2 separate regions of the Zea mays genome follow, and region 2 is linked to region 1. Evidence: chromatin contacts called from public Hi-C data. All regions are on one chromosome and are shown on one strand. The core of a region is the stretch at or near the end of the contact, and the rest is flanking DNA. Distances in the headings are between cores, read along the strand shown.

What was found. Hi-C and Micro-C count contacts between places; a contact is called where the count stands out from the background.
Region 2: a contact with region 1 is called in a Hi-C map of ear, with 2.1 times the contacts expected there. The contact joins the promoter of LOC103627207 here to the enhancer-like site in region 1. A contact is called at or near these places in 3 of 25 Hi-C or Micro-C datasets (ear, leaf and tassel).

The regions. Positions count from the first base shown.
Region 1 is chr5:169,228,633-169,235,999 of Zm-B73-REFERENCE-NAM-5.0, forward strand. No RefSeq gene overlaps it. Among protein-coding and RNA genes, the nearest start is that of LOC109939563, 24 kb to the left of the region's middle. Within about 2 kb of position 3,104, at least 18 of the 20 cell types and tissues checked have an H3K27ac peak or open chromatin away from gene starts, as enhancers often do. A contact at or near this core is called in ear, leaf and tassel, where this site is marked.
Region 2 is chr5:169,476,901-169,484,267 of Zm-B73-REFERENCE-NAM-5.0, forward strand. It overlaps LOC103627207, which reads right to left and starts at 3,293. Exons shown (of 9, transcript XM_008647505.4): 1 at 2,723-3,293; 2 at 2,285-2,338; 3 at 379-456; 4 at 1-123. The coding sequence starts at 3,229.

The DNA of each region.
Region 1 (7,367 bases), core at 1,854-4,353:
ACGCGCAGGCTGCTTTTTAGGCTACAGACACGGACATGGGCTTGGGAACCGCTTCATATGGGGCTGAGACAAGCAGCACAATTTCTAGGTGCTTGAGCGTGCGTCACGCATCAAGCTGCAAAGGCATCTAGAAAACCGAAAAACACGGCCGTGCAAGGAAATCGATTGCAGTTTTAATAGAAGAGATACTTACACGGTTGTGTGTCATATAGGTCTCTAAACTTGTTTTGATGTCATTAAAGATCTAAACTATTGGAGCATAGATGTGCATTTTGATAGTTTAGGACTAGAATTATACAACACTCCAGGTTTAGGGACGCTAGTGTATTTTAGTCATGAAAATATATATAAGCATGCACACCCATTAGCAGCGCATACGTATGAATGATGTTTCCTTCTGTACTGACCTCGCGTCACGCTTCTGCTAACGGCCATGCTGTGCTCTCAGGCTCCAATAGACCAACACCGTCCTCATATTTTTATTATTGTTGCACTGCAGGCGTATCACCAGTGGCAGTGCGGAGCGGCATATGCACATGCACACACCACGAATTCCTTCACAATATTTGTATGAATGATGCCCTGGTCATCACCACCACAATTAGGAGTATCACTATAAGCACATCCCTGAGGGGATGAGACCATATTGATATGCTTTTGATCTAGGGATCAATGATTGATATCCTAATAGTAAGCATTAATAAACTAGAAAAAGGAAGCGTGCTTCGCGGCACCTTACCTCAATTAGTCGACTGCATTAATAAACTTCATTTAGTGCAAGCCACCGATGACTAGAAGTAGAGATATTCTGTTTAAACTAGTATAAATCTTGTGCCATCCGTGCATATCCTCTGGAGGCCGGAACGCGCATAATAACTTTACTTGTCGGAGCGAGGTACGAAACACCAACAATAATTGACTACATGCACCATGCAACTATAGGAAAAGGACCAGAAAAATGATTTCCATCTAATTTGTGACATATTTGATTAAGTGGATAGGTGTTGCATCATTGGTGGAGTATGTCCATTCCTTTTATATGCATATTTTTTTTGTTCTCCACATCATATGAACTAACAGAAAGATCATCAATTTACTGGAAGGTCTTATAAAAGCTATTGGAAGAGCTCGATATGAATCTAAGCTATAGCAGTAAGCACAAAGCTCTTCCACACTGAATTGCTAAGCTGTACATAGGAGATAGAGCATAGCTGCTACACGGCAAGCCCGCAACAATCTAGGTCAGAACCTGTTCATGAAAACTGAAAACAGTCAACAGGTACCAACTGCACGACCTAAACTAAAAGTCCAAATACAGCACATTTAGTATCCAATATGTTATACATGGATACTTTGCTCCTATTGCGGTGATCATGAAACAAAAGATTTGTTATGTTTTGGGTGCCATTTTTATTTTTGTACAAAAGAAGGCACATCTAACTTTAGTTGACTGTTTTACTATCGACTTAGTTGGCTATTGTGCCACCTGTAGCTAGGATTATTGCAAATGAGACTGTGAATATCCAATAAAAAAGAAGGGTCGGGACTGCTAATTTTTATTATCAATGCATCCATAGCCTTAACCATGAGCAAAGTATTTAACAGAAACAAACATGTTCTGCACAATTAACAAGCAGAATAGTCCACAAAATTTGTGGTTACTCAGTAAAATGCAAAGAGGGCTAGGTAATTATTAAAGGTCTTCGTGAAATCTTAAGTACCTCAATCTGTATTCATTCTTATCCCAGTAAGAATACGAGATATCTGGACTCAGGAGGCCCCTGCTGAAACCTTCATTGAAAAGTGCCCTTATCTGCTTTTCTTGAAATACCGACAACCAAGACAGCAATGCAGCTGGTGCCATAACGAGAACTGAGAACTAGCCCGGGAATGCTCGAAGAAAAATTAATAAGTTCCCGAACTAGGTCGGGTAAAATAAACCATAGTTCCGGTGGTAAAAATAAAATAAACCTTTTTTTCTTGCTAATGGGTCCTGTTCCAAAAGTGGTCGAACTCAGGCCTTATATGGCAGGCCCAAACACAGAGCCTAGCCGCATCTCGCACATGGGCCCTAATTTGACACGTCTGAAGCACCATTTGAGTCGTTTCCGTTTGATCGTTGATGAGACTGGAACATCCGAACATGCATGGGGGGTTTGTTTGTCTGCTTCAATTGGTGACTTACCCTGCAACGACCATTGGTGGCGTTAGCGTCAAGCGGTTGACTTGGAGGTATAAACAAAAGGTAAATTCCGTCAGACACGTTCAGTGTACTTGTACGACTTTGGACTTGCAATCTGCAGGCCGCCCTCTGTCAACCACTCTGTTTTGTTTTGTTTTGTTTTGTTTCATATGATGACTAGTTAGGATGCTGACAGTGTGATAGGATTTGAGTTGGGCTCTCCGCCAATCTAAGCAAATGGCGAAAATCGCACGACCGAACTGAGCTAATGACGATGCGCGCGGTCATAAGATCATTATGATGTGATGGCTATAGAACTAGTATTCTAAAAGCTACTCCTTCTCTTCCAAATTGCAAGCGCTACGTATGTAGAAAGGTAACCCTGTTTTTGTACCCTGAACAAGAGCAACAGCGGACATGATATTTGGAAGGGAAAAAAAGGAATGAAACAGCAGGCAGGCAGGCAGTCAAAATATAAAAAAAAAACACACACACGCACAAACGAACGCAGGGAAAAGAAAATGATAAATCCAGTACGGTAGCTGCGGCATCAGCCAAGAATAAGAAAGATACTGACGACGAGGCATCCGCCGCCAGATATTTTACCCAACTAAGCTAAGCCTTCACATCACATCCATTGATCTCCTGTAGTAATACTCTACTAACTTGTTTATATCACAGTCACGGGTGTAAGATTATGACCGGGCAATGATTGGACGAGGAATAGTTAAAAGGAGAAGGCAGGCCGGCAGCTAGCGCAGGCCTATCATTCCGTGCGTGCTCCTAGTCCTAGAACTGCCATGCGTGGTCTGCTAGGCTAGGGCTTTTATCTCGAAAAGGCGAGCAGATCTTGTCTCGTTCTCCCGGTGTGAGCCTATCGTTCGAAAGACAGTACGATCAGCGATTAAACTACTCTCTCTAGGACGGTCCTCTGTTCTCACCTTTAAGTTAGTATATAGTACTCTACTCTACTCTGTTCACATCACGTACTTTAGTTTATCGCAACCAAAGTGAGCCGCTGGGCGCAGGCCGAATCTAGCTATAGAAGGGGTCCATTTGTGGGCGATGAGCAATTGCTTGCCCCGTCGTCCGTCCGTATCAACTACCGTAGGAGTATATATACAACGTTAATTTGATTCTGACATGCTGTGCTCCAAGTCAGATTTGTGATGTCTTATTTATAAATACGTACCTATCAATGCCGAACTCCTAGCTAGGTGGAAGGCAGCCATCGGATTTGTCCCCCTTCCTTCCTTCCTAGGTTTTCCTCTCTTTTTTCTTCAACAGCAAGCCCCCATTTAGTTTAATCTATGCGTGATTTAGCTTTGATATATATATGAGTTACATTGCCCGACCTTAGATTAGATATATAAGCCATGGCACATATGCTGTCAGCAATTTAGATTAGATAACCCTCTGTTGACACCTTTTCGGGCGCCAATCACTATACCGAGAACCAGCAGCGGTGCCCTATGCAGAGGCGCGGACGGTCCGCGACCAGAAGCCGGACGGTCCGCGACCTAGTACAGGGGCTTGGTTCACTGGCTGACGGCCGGACGGTCCACGTGTGCACAGAGGCGGCAAAGGTCGTCGGCGGCGCCTGGATCTCGCTCCCAGGAGGGACCCCATCGGGGAGGAGAGATCCTAGGTGTTGTCTAGGCTCAGCAGGCCAACCTAGACTCCTCTAATCGACGTAGAATCGAAGAGAAGCGGAGAATTTGGGGATTGAAATACTAAACTAGAGTTACTTCTAATGCATAAGGTAAAAACGAGAAATAGACTTGATTTGATCGACTGTTGAGGGTTCAATCGGCCGTAGCCCTTCATCTATATAAAGGGGAGGTCTGGATCCGCTTCAAACTGTTTCCCGAGTTAATCCCGTCGTTTTAGGTAACAAATCTCGTGAGAAACTAGTAACCCAAACTGACTCTACGCACGCGCGGACCGTCCAGTCTCGAAGCCAGACCGTCCGGTCTCGAGGCCGGACCGCCCGCTCAATTTGGTTTTCAACACCCTCATGTGCGCCCCCGCCATGGAAAGAAAACAAAAAACTCAGAAGGACCCGACCGTACAAGTACTCAGCGATGATAGGGCAGAGGGAGAGAAAACATGCATGGCAGTTGAGATGCCACTTATTCTCCCAATGATTCAAGCTTGTTTATCGCTGTTCTGGTCCGGTCCATGCTCATTGATTCCCAAACCCATGCTGTAAGCATGGTTTTAAAATCTTGGTCTGCAGCCCAATGCAATCATCCCGGCCTTCTCGTCTAGTCTAGTCTCAAAGTGGGTGTGCATCATGCAGCAGACGAGAGCCAAAGGGTTTCCGGACGCCAGTTCTGTTTACATGCATGCATGTGCACAGCTCTATGAGAAATGCCTGGCAGTGGCAGGCCGTGGGGGCTCCTACAGAGAGAGTGGAACAGCGATAGATGTAAGAGAAGGGCCGTGTTCACGCACTGATTGGGGCTGGCTGGCTCAGCTCGATCGGGCTTTGATTTGATTTGGTCGTCTCTTGCTGGCTAATCGTACTCTAAACTCAGAAATATCCGTTTGTGTGTCTCTAGATAAACCAACCTGCAGCATACTTGTCCTAAGTCTCGAACGATTCAAGTTTAGTAAAAAAAGAAAGGAATACACTGAAAGCATATTCGATATGATAGAGAGAGATCGAATTCCGTATCGTAAATATCCGTGCTATATATGGTTTTTTACAGAGCTATAGTTTAAATCTAAGCCAGCAGCTTTAAAAAAATTAATCTACGTTTTGCTGGACACGTGCGGTGTAGGGAACGTCACGGCATTCATTCCATTCATGGCTGTGGATAGCACGGACGGTGACGTGCTTCTGCGTTGTTATTAACCAGCTAGCTGGTGGGACGATGTGGCAAATCAACCAATAATACGAATGAATGATGGAATGAACTGTCATGTAGCATCCGTGGCAGCTAGAGTACACGGAATATGCATTATTATTGTAGTACCAATGATTAGGCAAATCATTCAGGCTTTTGAGACTGGGCGCGATGCAAATGAGCTAGGGACCGTACGTTTGGACTAAATATAAATGATTTTTTTTACCGGGGGTGCGTGGCTTCCGATCGAATAGATTAAGATGGCAAAGAAACTGTGTGCCGAATGAGATGAATAAATGTTTTGTTTCGACTTATAAGCCACGCGCGGGGCAACTAACTTGTTGGATGAGCATAATGCAACGGAGTCTGCAGGTAGTAGTAGTGAACACGAACAGCAAGGTTTGAGCGGAAGAGATGGACACGCATTGTCCACGTGTTAAGAGTTTTCTCCGGTACTACTACTTATTAGGTCGATTTTTTGTGATTGGTGTATTCAGCGTCGTTTAGCAGCTGAGATCCCTTCGAAGTTCTTTCTGATCAGCATACTCATATAGTAACTGTAAGTTCAGTGACTAGAAAGAGAGAATGTATCATCTAGCGATTTTAACTGTAAGTTTTGATTGTATGTTAAATATAGGTGTAATTTATTTGATGGATTTAGTGGAGGTTACGAAGGTAAGGTGATTTGGTTAGGTGTGTTGGATTATACCGTGGTATACATGCGATTTTAACTGTAAGTTTTGATTGTATGTTAAATATAGGTGTAATTTATTTGATGGATTTAGTGGAGGTTACGAGGGTAAGGTGATTTGGTTAGGTGTGTTGGATTATACCGTGGTATACATGTTTTTTGACACCGTGCTAGCTCGTTCGTGTACGTTACCGTCTCTTAATTGTGGCTGGGACCACATGCACACGTATATATACAACGTATATCTCACAAGTGGTTGGTGTTACTGTTACGGTCCAGCCGAGATTCATTGAAGTCAACATTTTACTCGTCGTGTTTATTATACACTGAATTAGTCACTACCTACTACTGTATTCATTTCGCAAAACCCCACACTCCAATACAATGTGAAAAACGATCTTAATTAACACAAGTTTCTTATTGACGTTATCAACATCTGTCTACATTAAAACCATGTGTACATCTTATTTTTACAGTAATTCTAGATATTAATACAAAATATGACTTCTAAAATAAAAATGTTGGATGTTTGGACCAAGATTGATTGTTGCCTATGTATAGAGAGAATATACATATAGTAGAGTTCTAGTAGATAGTTATATTCTTAATTTTTTATTCTATACTAGAGTAATGAGGCCGGAGAATGGAGCAAGCAAGTGACATGACCCCCTCCTCCACGGGAAAATTATTTTTTTGCACTATTATATAGGTTGAATGGCCTATAAATTGCAATGTCAGTGACACATGATTAAGTGATTTTTTATAAAGGTAGCAAAAAAATAGACTGCTACCAATAATAGAGCTTGCTTTAGGTTCTGCCTAGTGATTAGAAGTGAGGTTAGATACACATCTTACCTCTTTACGCTTGTGGGCGTCATTGTAACTGTTATACCGAGTGAATCTTGTAAGTCTTACGAGATCACATAAACTATGTTTATGGTGTTGCATCCATCATGTACCAGGGGGAACGAGACTTGTAGCATTTTAGCCAAAAGTTCAATAGTGGAGATGGTGAGGAGCTGGCAACAACCATAGCACTATTTGCGCATGGAGAAGACCTGAGACTATATATATAGTTACCTGACCAGGAGTTTAGTTCTCGCAAGGACATCCCCTTACATAGGGCTCCAACGAGGATTAGATTAAAGCTTGCACGCTTCTTGATGTCTCGATAAAATACCGATGTGTCAAGGCGAGTTTGTATCTCTATCACATGTAAGCTTCTATAAATATATTGTGTTATCTTAGTTGTGTGCTTTATCTTTCTAACCTAGTTTTTAGGCTAATGGATAGGCTTGGGATCTAGGTTGCACAACTCCTTTACATTAGGGATATCAACACTTAGTTAAAATTGTGGTTGTTTATAAGGTAGTTTAATTTTATAGTATAAGTTTTGACTAGAATAAAAATGAATGATATAATTTTAGAAAGAAATTAGATTCACTAATTCACTACTTAAATGTCAAGTGTTCTTTGACGGGCCTAGGAGCAAATCACGGTGAGACAATAGCAGTGCCCGTACACTACTTAAATGATATAAGTTTTGACTAGTTAAATATGTATATAAAATAATTTAAGAAAAATAAAATTGTGTCTAGCAGTCGGTACTATGGATCGAGAAGGTGACTAAGACACGACATGA
Region 2 (7,367 bases), core at 2,043-4,542, 250 kb after region 1:
CACTGGCCTAAATTCAGAATAGGCACGACGAAGGTTCAGTACATTTGAATGAAATATTACTCCTCGTCCAGCATCCGTTTCCATGAGGTTGTAATGCTCAATGATCCCGGTCATAGGGATTGTCTGCACGAAACACAAGCACAAAGGAATTCAAACCATAATGATCTGAACCAGAGAACGATAAAACTAAAAACAGATTGGTATGTCATTTATGCTTTTCAGGATTCCATATTTTAAGTAATGATTATACCACTAATGACTTCACTGATGTTGAGTGGTTGTTATTCAGTGAAATAAGAAACTAAGGCTGATAATGTCCAATCACAATCTGATTGTATCAATTAGAAGAAGTCACATAAATAGTATATGGAGTCAAACCTGGTGATTCACATGGGGTATGATTACTGTAGAATCTGAATTGAAGTTGTGCATTTGCCTTCCTATCCAGTCCAAAAACTATTCCATAGAAAATGGATTAAAATTCACATTTTTTGCAAGATTTAGCACCAATGAATTAACACTAAGTTCCAATATACAAGGAAACGATGGAAAAGATAATGGAACTTGTCAAAAACAATAGTAAAGAAATATCGAAGGACTTATGTATTGTCCTTGTTGGCTTGTTGCCAATGATATAGTATGTAAAACACTGTATTTAAGGCGTCGCTAGGCGACGCCGAGGCGTCGAGGTGATGGGAGAAGCAAGGCGTCGCTGGCGCCTAGCCGAGTTCGTGTATGGCGTCCGCCTTGGGCTGAGCTCTGAGGCATCGCCTAGGCGGAGAAGGCGTCCGCTGGACGCCAAAGGCGGTGCTTCAGACGCCATACCAGGGCAAAAAATGGGCACCAACGTCTCCCGCGCGGAGCAGCTCACGCACGCGCGCTCCATAGAGAGAGACCGGAAACGGAATTTCAGTAATACGTGCCAATAACCAGGGGCGGACCTAGAGCTGAGTGAGGTAACATGTCCTGCTCATTTCTATTCTAAACAGTAGAGCCTAAATTTTTACCATGGAGTCTTTTGCTCATATCAACTCCTGCTCTAGCATTTTAGTGCTCTTTATAAGAATACTTTCAGCCATATTTTGTTCTGAGTCCGTCCGTACCAATAACTGAGCTTCCATAACATTTTCTAATACTTTTATTTTTATAGGGTGTTTGAATACGCTAGAACTAATAGTTAGTGGCTAAAATTAGTTGAGACATTCAAACATCATAGTTAATAGTTCACCTATTAGCTATTTTTGGTAAATTAGTTAATAGTTAGATAGCTATTTGTTAAACTATAGGTGTTTGAATGCACTATAACTAACAGTTAGTTGGCTAAAAATTATTAGTGAAATTAGCAAGCTAACAAATAGCTATCTAACTATTAATCAATTTACCAAAAATAACTAATAGTTGAACTATTAGATAGGGTGTTTGGATGTCTCAACTAATTATAGACACTAACTATTGACTCTAATGCATTCACACACCCCTAACAATTTTTAGCAAACTAATTATTAGTTCTAGTGTATTCAAACACCCCTTAGTCTTGGATGCCATACTACACCATTTTTAACAAAATTTGTTGTCATACTTACAGCCCATGTTTGAATGCATTAGAGCTAATAGTTAGCTACTAAATTTAGTTGAATATATCCAAACATTCTAACTAAGAGTTTAACTATTAGCTATTTTTAGTAAATTAGCTAATAGTTAGCTAAATAATTGTTAGCTAGCTAATTTCACTAGTAATTTTTTAGCCAACTAACTATTAGCTCTAGTGTATTCAAACACCCGTTGGTTTCTATGGACTAATTTTTAGTCTCTACATTTTATTCCATTTTAGTCACTAAATTATCAAATCCGAAAACTAAAATAGGGTTTTAATTTCTGCATTTAACAATTTAGGTAAAAAAATAGAATAAGAAAAGAGGGACTAAAAATTAATCCCTAGAAACCAGGCACCCCTTAGTCATCTCAAGATCTCATATGAGCTGTTATGAATCGAAAACATAGAGAAGACATAGATTTAACGTGGAAAACCCTCCAAAGCAAAGGGGAAAAAACACGGGTGTTGGACAGCAACAATCTCACTATTTACTGGATGGATGGTTAAAGATCGCAGGAAATTTACAATAAGATGACTATTTCCTATGAATTACAATTATATTTATAGAAACGAAACACTAAGGTGAGTATTGACTTCTTTAGAATTTGGATCACAAATTCAACACGAGCAAACAAAAGCACAAAGATTCCGATACGATGTCAAAAAAGCAAACGAATATTCAGGACATACCATGTTTGACATGCCACCTTTGAATGTGATCCAGAGACATTTCCTCTGCTGCGCCTACACAGAATTAACATAAAAGTCAAATATTCAAACAAGGGAGTAGCAATCACCAGCATACAAAAATAAGGAATCGCTCATCAGAACATGATCCCAATATTTATACGAATTCAACAGTAAATTGTAAAACATGCCATCACAGTTAAGATAAAATGCAAGCACCTAAACTGCTGCAAGATCGTTGCTAGTCCTAGAAAAAAAAGAAAAACAAATTTCCCCACGGATTCTGCATCTGCAATAGGATGCCGCACAATTTCTTGCCTCCGGTAGTCCGGTATCCTAAATCGTCCCCAGTACCCGCAAGAACGATAGGATTCCAGCTGCCAAATCACAAGAAAGCAGTTTTGCCTCACGAATGCGCTCCAAAGATCCAAGAAACCTTACCTGCTGCCGCTGTTGCATTTCTATCTCCTCCGCCAGGGCCCATTGCTGCTCCATCGACAAGTTGTCGAACGCCGTCTTCGAATCGATATGCCTCGTCACCTTCGGCACCTCCATCATCGCCTCCACCAACGGGCTCTTCCAAGACACTCCAAACCTCCTGTCACCGTCCGCGAGCGTGTTGGCGGACCTCAACTCTTCGGCTTCCTCGTCGGAGACGATGTCGGATGATACCAGGGAGTTGGTTTCCTCGGAGCGGGTCGGGGAAGGCAGTGGGGATGGAGCCAAGACCCCCTTCCCCTTCAGTGCGGCGGCGGCCGCAGAGGGGCTCCCGCTCTCGGCTCCCAATGGCCCATGGGGCCGTTCTTGGAGACCGTCGGTGGACGGAGAGGGTGGCGGCGGCTCTGCAGCTGCGGCGGCGGCGCCGGCGTTGGACTCATCGCGGTGCCTACTACCCGGTTCTTGGATTCGGATGCCGCCGCCTCGGGCCCTTCCTGAACCGGAGGCCATCCTGGCGGGAAAAGCTTATTAATGGGCAGCAGGGCAGGCGACCGGCAGGGATTGATTCGTAAATTCTGAGAGAACACGAGGGAGTGAGGAGAAAAGCGACGAGGGTGACGTTGTTAGATCCGGGACGATGGGAGGTTATTTATCAAATGTTGGAGGGGGGGGGACTTATGGAATGTTCCCTTTTTCCTTCGCTTTACAAAGAAGTTTTGATGCGATGATTTTGCTGAATAATCATAACCTTTAGGGCTAGTTTAGAAAACTCATTTTCCAAGAAATTTTCATTTTTCTAAGAGAAAATAGTTTATTTTTTCTTAGAACTAGCTCGGAAACTTCAACATTTTCGAGATTGGAGGAGATTGAGGGAAAATTAGTTTATTTCTCTTCAAATCTCCTTCAATCTCGAAGTGAATTTGAGTTTCCAACTAGCCCTTGGAAAAATAGAGTTTCCAAACTAACCCTTATTTTCAAAATTCAAAACAAAAAACTTTATCGTGACCTTGAACATGTAAGTGTAGCTTAGAAGACAATTTGCAAAGCCGCTACATTAGAACACCAACATAGCTGCTACAAGTATTAATTAGTATGAATAAAATCTAAGCTATGCCATTCGTCTCACTTTTTATGTCTAATGTTGAATATGAGTATGTATGCTTAACTTATGGAGAAAGGGCGCAACCTAGCTAATGTAGAATTTAATTTTTGTTTTTAGGGCAGGCAGTGGTTTTGGTTGGTGTTGACGCCTTTTCGGAGCGCCAAATACTCAAGAAGAACCGGCGGCGGTGCTCTCTGGTCAGGCGCGGACGGTCCGCGGTACGGAGCCGGACGGTCCGCGACCTGACGCGAGGCGACGGTGCTCTCTGGTCAGGCGCGGACGGTCCACGGCCTGGGCCGGACGGTCCGCGACCTGGTGCAGGAGCTTGGGTCCTCTGCCTGACGACCGGACGGTCCGCGCCCTGAGGCCGGATGGTCCGCGCGTGCGCAGGGGCGGCGGAAGTCGCCGGCGGCAGCCTGGATCTCGCTCCCGGGAGGGACCCCGTCGGGGAGGAGAGATCCTAGGGGTTGTCTAGGCTCGGGCCGGCCGACCTAGACTCCTCCAATCGGCGTAGAGTCGAAGAGAGGCAAAGAATTTGGGGATTGAGAGGCTAAACCTAAACTAGACTAGAACTACTCCTAGGATAAAATGCGAATAAAAGTTGTATTGATTCGATTGTTAATTACAAATCGGCCGTAGACCTCTCTATTTATAGAGGAGGGGGGCTGGACCCTTTACACAACTGATTCCGAGCTAATCCCGTGAATATAGCTAACAACCGTAGCACAAAACTCGGAACCCTAATCTGTTCTGCGCACGCGCGGACCGTCCGGCCCACAGGCGCGGACCGTCCGGACCGCGAACCGTCCGGCCTCAGGGCCGGACCGTTCGCTTGCTCATTTCTGGTTCAAACATATGCCCCCCTGCTTTTTGGTGGAGCTGGGCGAACCAAAAGCAACTAGCTCGATGTGATCACATCGATTCTCTTAGGCATCTTGCCACATACTAGGATGGTACTGTTTGAGGAAACGCCCATTCAAAGCCTTTGGTAAATCCTTGCCTTGTAATGTTTGTAGCAAATAGGCGTTACCAGACATTACATGTTTTACTTTATAAGGACCCTCCCAGCTTGGCGACCATTTCCCAAACTTCTGGTCTTTATTCCTTAGAGACAAGATGGTCTTCCACACCAGATCCCCTACTTGAAATGACTTTGCTTTGACCTTCTTATTGTAGGCCCTGGCTACCATAATCTTGTCCTTTTCTATTGCTCCCAAAGCTATCACCCTCTTGTCGGTCACCTCATCAATATTATCCATCATTGAATTATAATAATCAGTGATAGTTAGATCATTTTGTCTGGCGAACCTGACAGCATTCAAACTTATTTCCACAGGCAATACTGCTTCCTGCCCATATACAAGCTCAAAAGGAGATACTTTAGTAGCACTATGTTTAGATATTCTATGAGCCCATAAAGCTTCGGACAAAATCTTATGCCAATGTTTAGGATTATCAGATATTTTCTTTTTTATCAAATTAATCAATGTCCTATTGCTAGACTCGGCCTGACCATTGGCCTGAGCATAATATGGAGATGAATTAAGCAGCTTAATTCTGTATAATTCAGCAAATTCACGTACCTCCTTTGACATAAAAGAAGTACCTTGATCTGTAGTTAAGGTCTGGGGAATGCCGAATCTATGAATGATATGCTCAGTTATAAACTCAATTACCTCCTTGTGTGTCATGTTCTTTAGAGCAACGGCTTCAGTCCATTTGGTGAAGTAGTCAGTGGCAACTAACACAAATCGATGCCACTTTGATGATGAAGGATGAATTTCTCCAATAAAGTCTAATCCCCATCCTCTGAACGGCCAAGGCTTGATAATAGGATGTAATTCGGTTGCAGGGACCAACTGTAGGTCGCCGAATTTTTGACATACTTGGCAACCCTTGTAGTACTTGAAACAATCAGCTATCATACTAAGCCAATAAAAACCAGACCTTCGCAACAACCACTTCATCTTTGGAGCTGATTGATGAGTACCACAAATTCCCTCATGTACTTCGGCCATAGCTAATATAGCATCATTTGGGCCCAAGCACTTAAGCAGGATGTCATTGACTGTTCGGCGGTAAAGTTCATCACTCATCAAAATATACTTGAAAGCTGTTCGCCGAATGTTCTTATCTGTCCTGATATTGGGATTTCGTAAATAATTAAGTATAGGTGTCCTCCAATCACTTGCATCGGCTTCATTGTCAGCCGAATTGATGAAAAGAACATTTCTGGTAACCCCGGATGGTCCGGCGTCATCACGCGGACAGTCCGCGACCTGGGAATTTGGCTTTGCACTAGTTATCAGATTTTCAGTTTTGTGAAACTTCCCTCTCTTTATCCGATAACCTGATGCATCTTGTGCCAAATCATTAGCTCTATGATTCTCAACTCTAGAGATATGTCGAATACTGAATTCGTCAAATGAATGGATTATGCTCCAACATTTCTCAAGGTAACTATTTAGAGTACCATCAAAACATTGATATTCTTCTAACACTTGTTGGACAACCAGCTGAGAATCACCAAATACCTTCACATGTTTTACTCCCATACCATTTAAGAGTTCTAAGCCGAATAGGAGGGCCTCATATTCAGCTTGATTATTAGTGCAATAAGTTTTCAATCGGCTAGAGAAGTCAAAGGAGACATTACTTGGTGAAACAAGTACAATGCCAATTCCTTGCCCTTCATTGCAAACCGATCCATCAAAATATAAAGTCCAAGGAGTAATAGTGAGGTATGACATGTCTAGCTCATAAACATCATTAACCCGATGTTCTACAATAAAATCCGCTACGACTTGGCCTTTCATAGATTTCAGTGGTTCATAGGCCAAGTCATATTCTATTAGTGCATAAGCCCACTTACCAATTCTACCACTCATAATTGGGTTATGCAACATGTATTTGATCACATCGGCTTGACCAGAAACAGTGCAATGACTAGACAGTAAATAACATCTACATTTGGTGCAGGCATAAAACAAGCATAAGCATAACTTTTCAATAAAAGTGTACCTTGTTTCAGCATCCACCAACCTTCGGCTTAGATATGTCACCACATGCTCCTTCCCCTCAGTTTCTTGTGTCAGAACAGCCCCAATGACCTTATCCTCAGCTGCAATGTATAATCAAAATGGCACTCCTGCTCGTGGTGCTTTTAATACGGGAGCCGAAGATAAGTATTTTTTGATGAGATCAAATGTTTCTTGCTGTTCTGCCCCCCAAGCGAATTCGACATCATTCTTAAGCCGAAGAATAGGGGTAAATGCATCAATCTTCCCGGCTAGGTTAGAAATAAACCTTCGTAAATAATTCACCTTGCCGAGGAACCTCTGTACCTCGACCTTACAGGTCGGAGGCCCCACATTCCGAATAGACTTGATTCGGTCAGGGTCTATCTCTATACCATGTTCATGTATGACAAATCCTAAAAACTTACCAGCCGACACTCCAAAAGCACATTTACGTGGGTTCATTTTCAAACCATACTGACGCATTTTATCAAAGGCTTTGCGCAAATCAGCTATATGAGAACTAAAC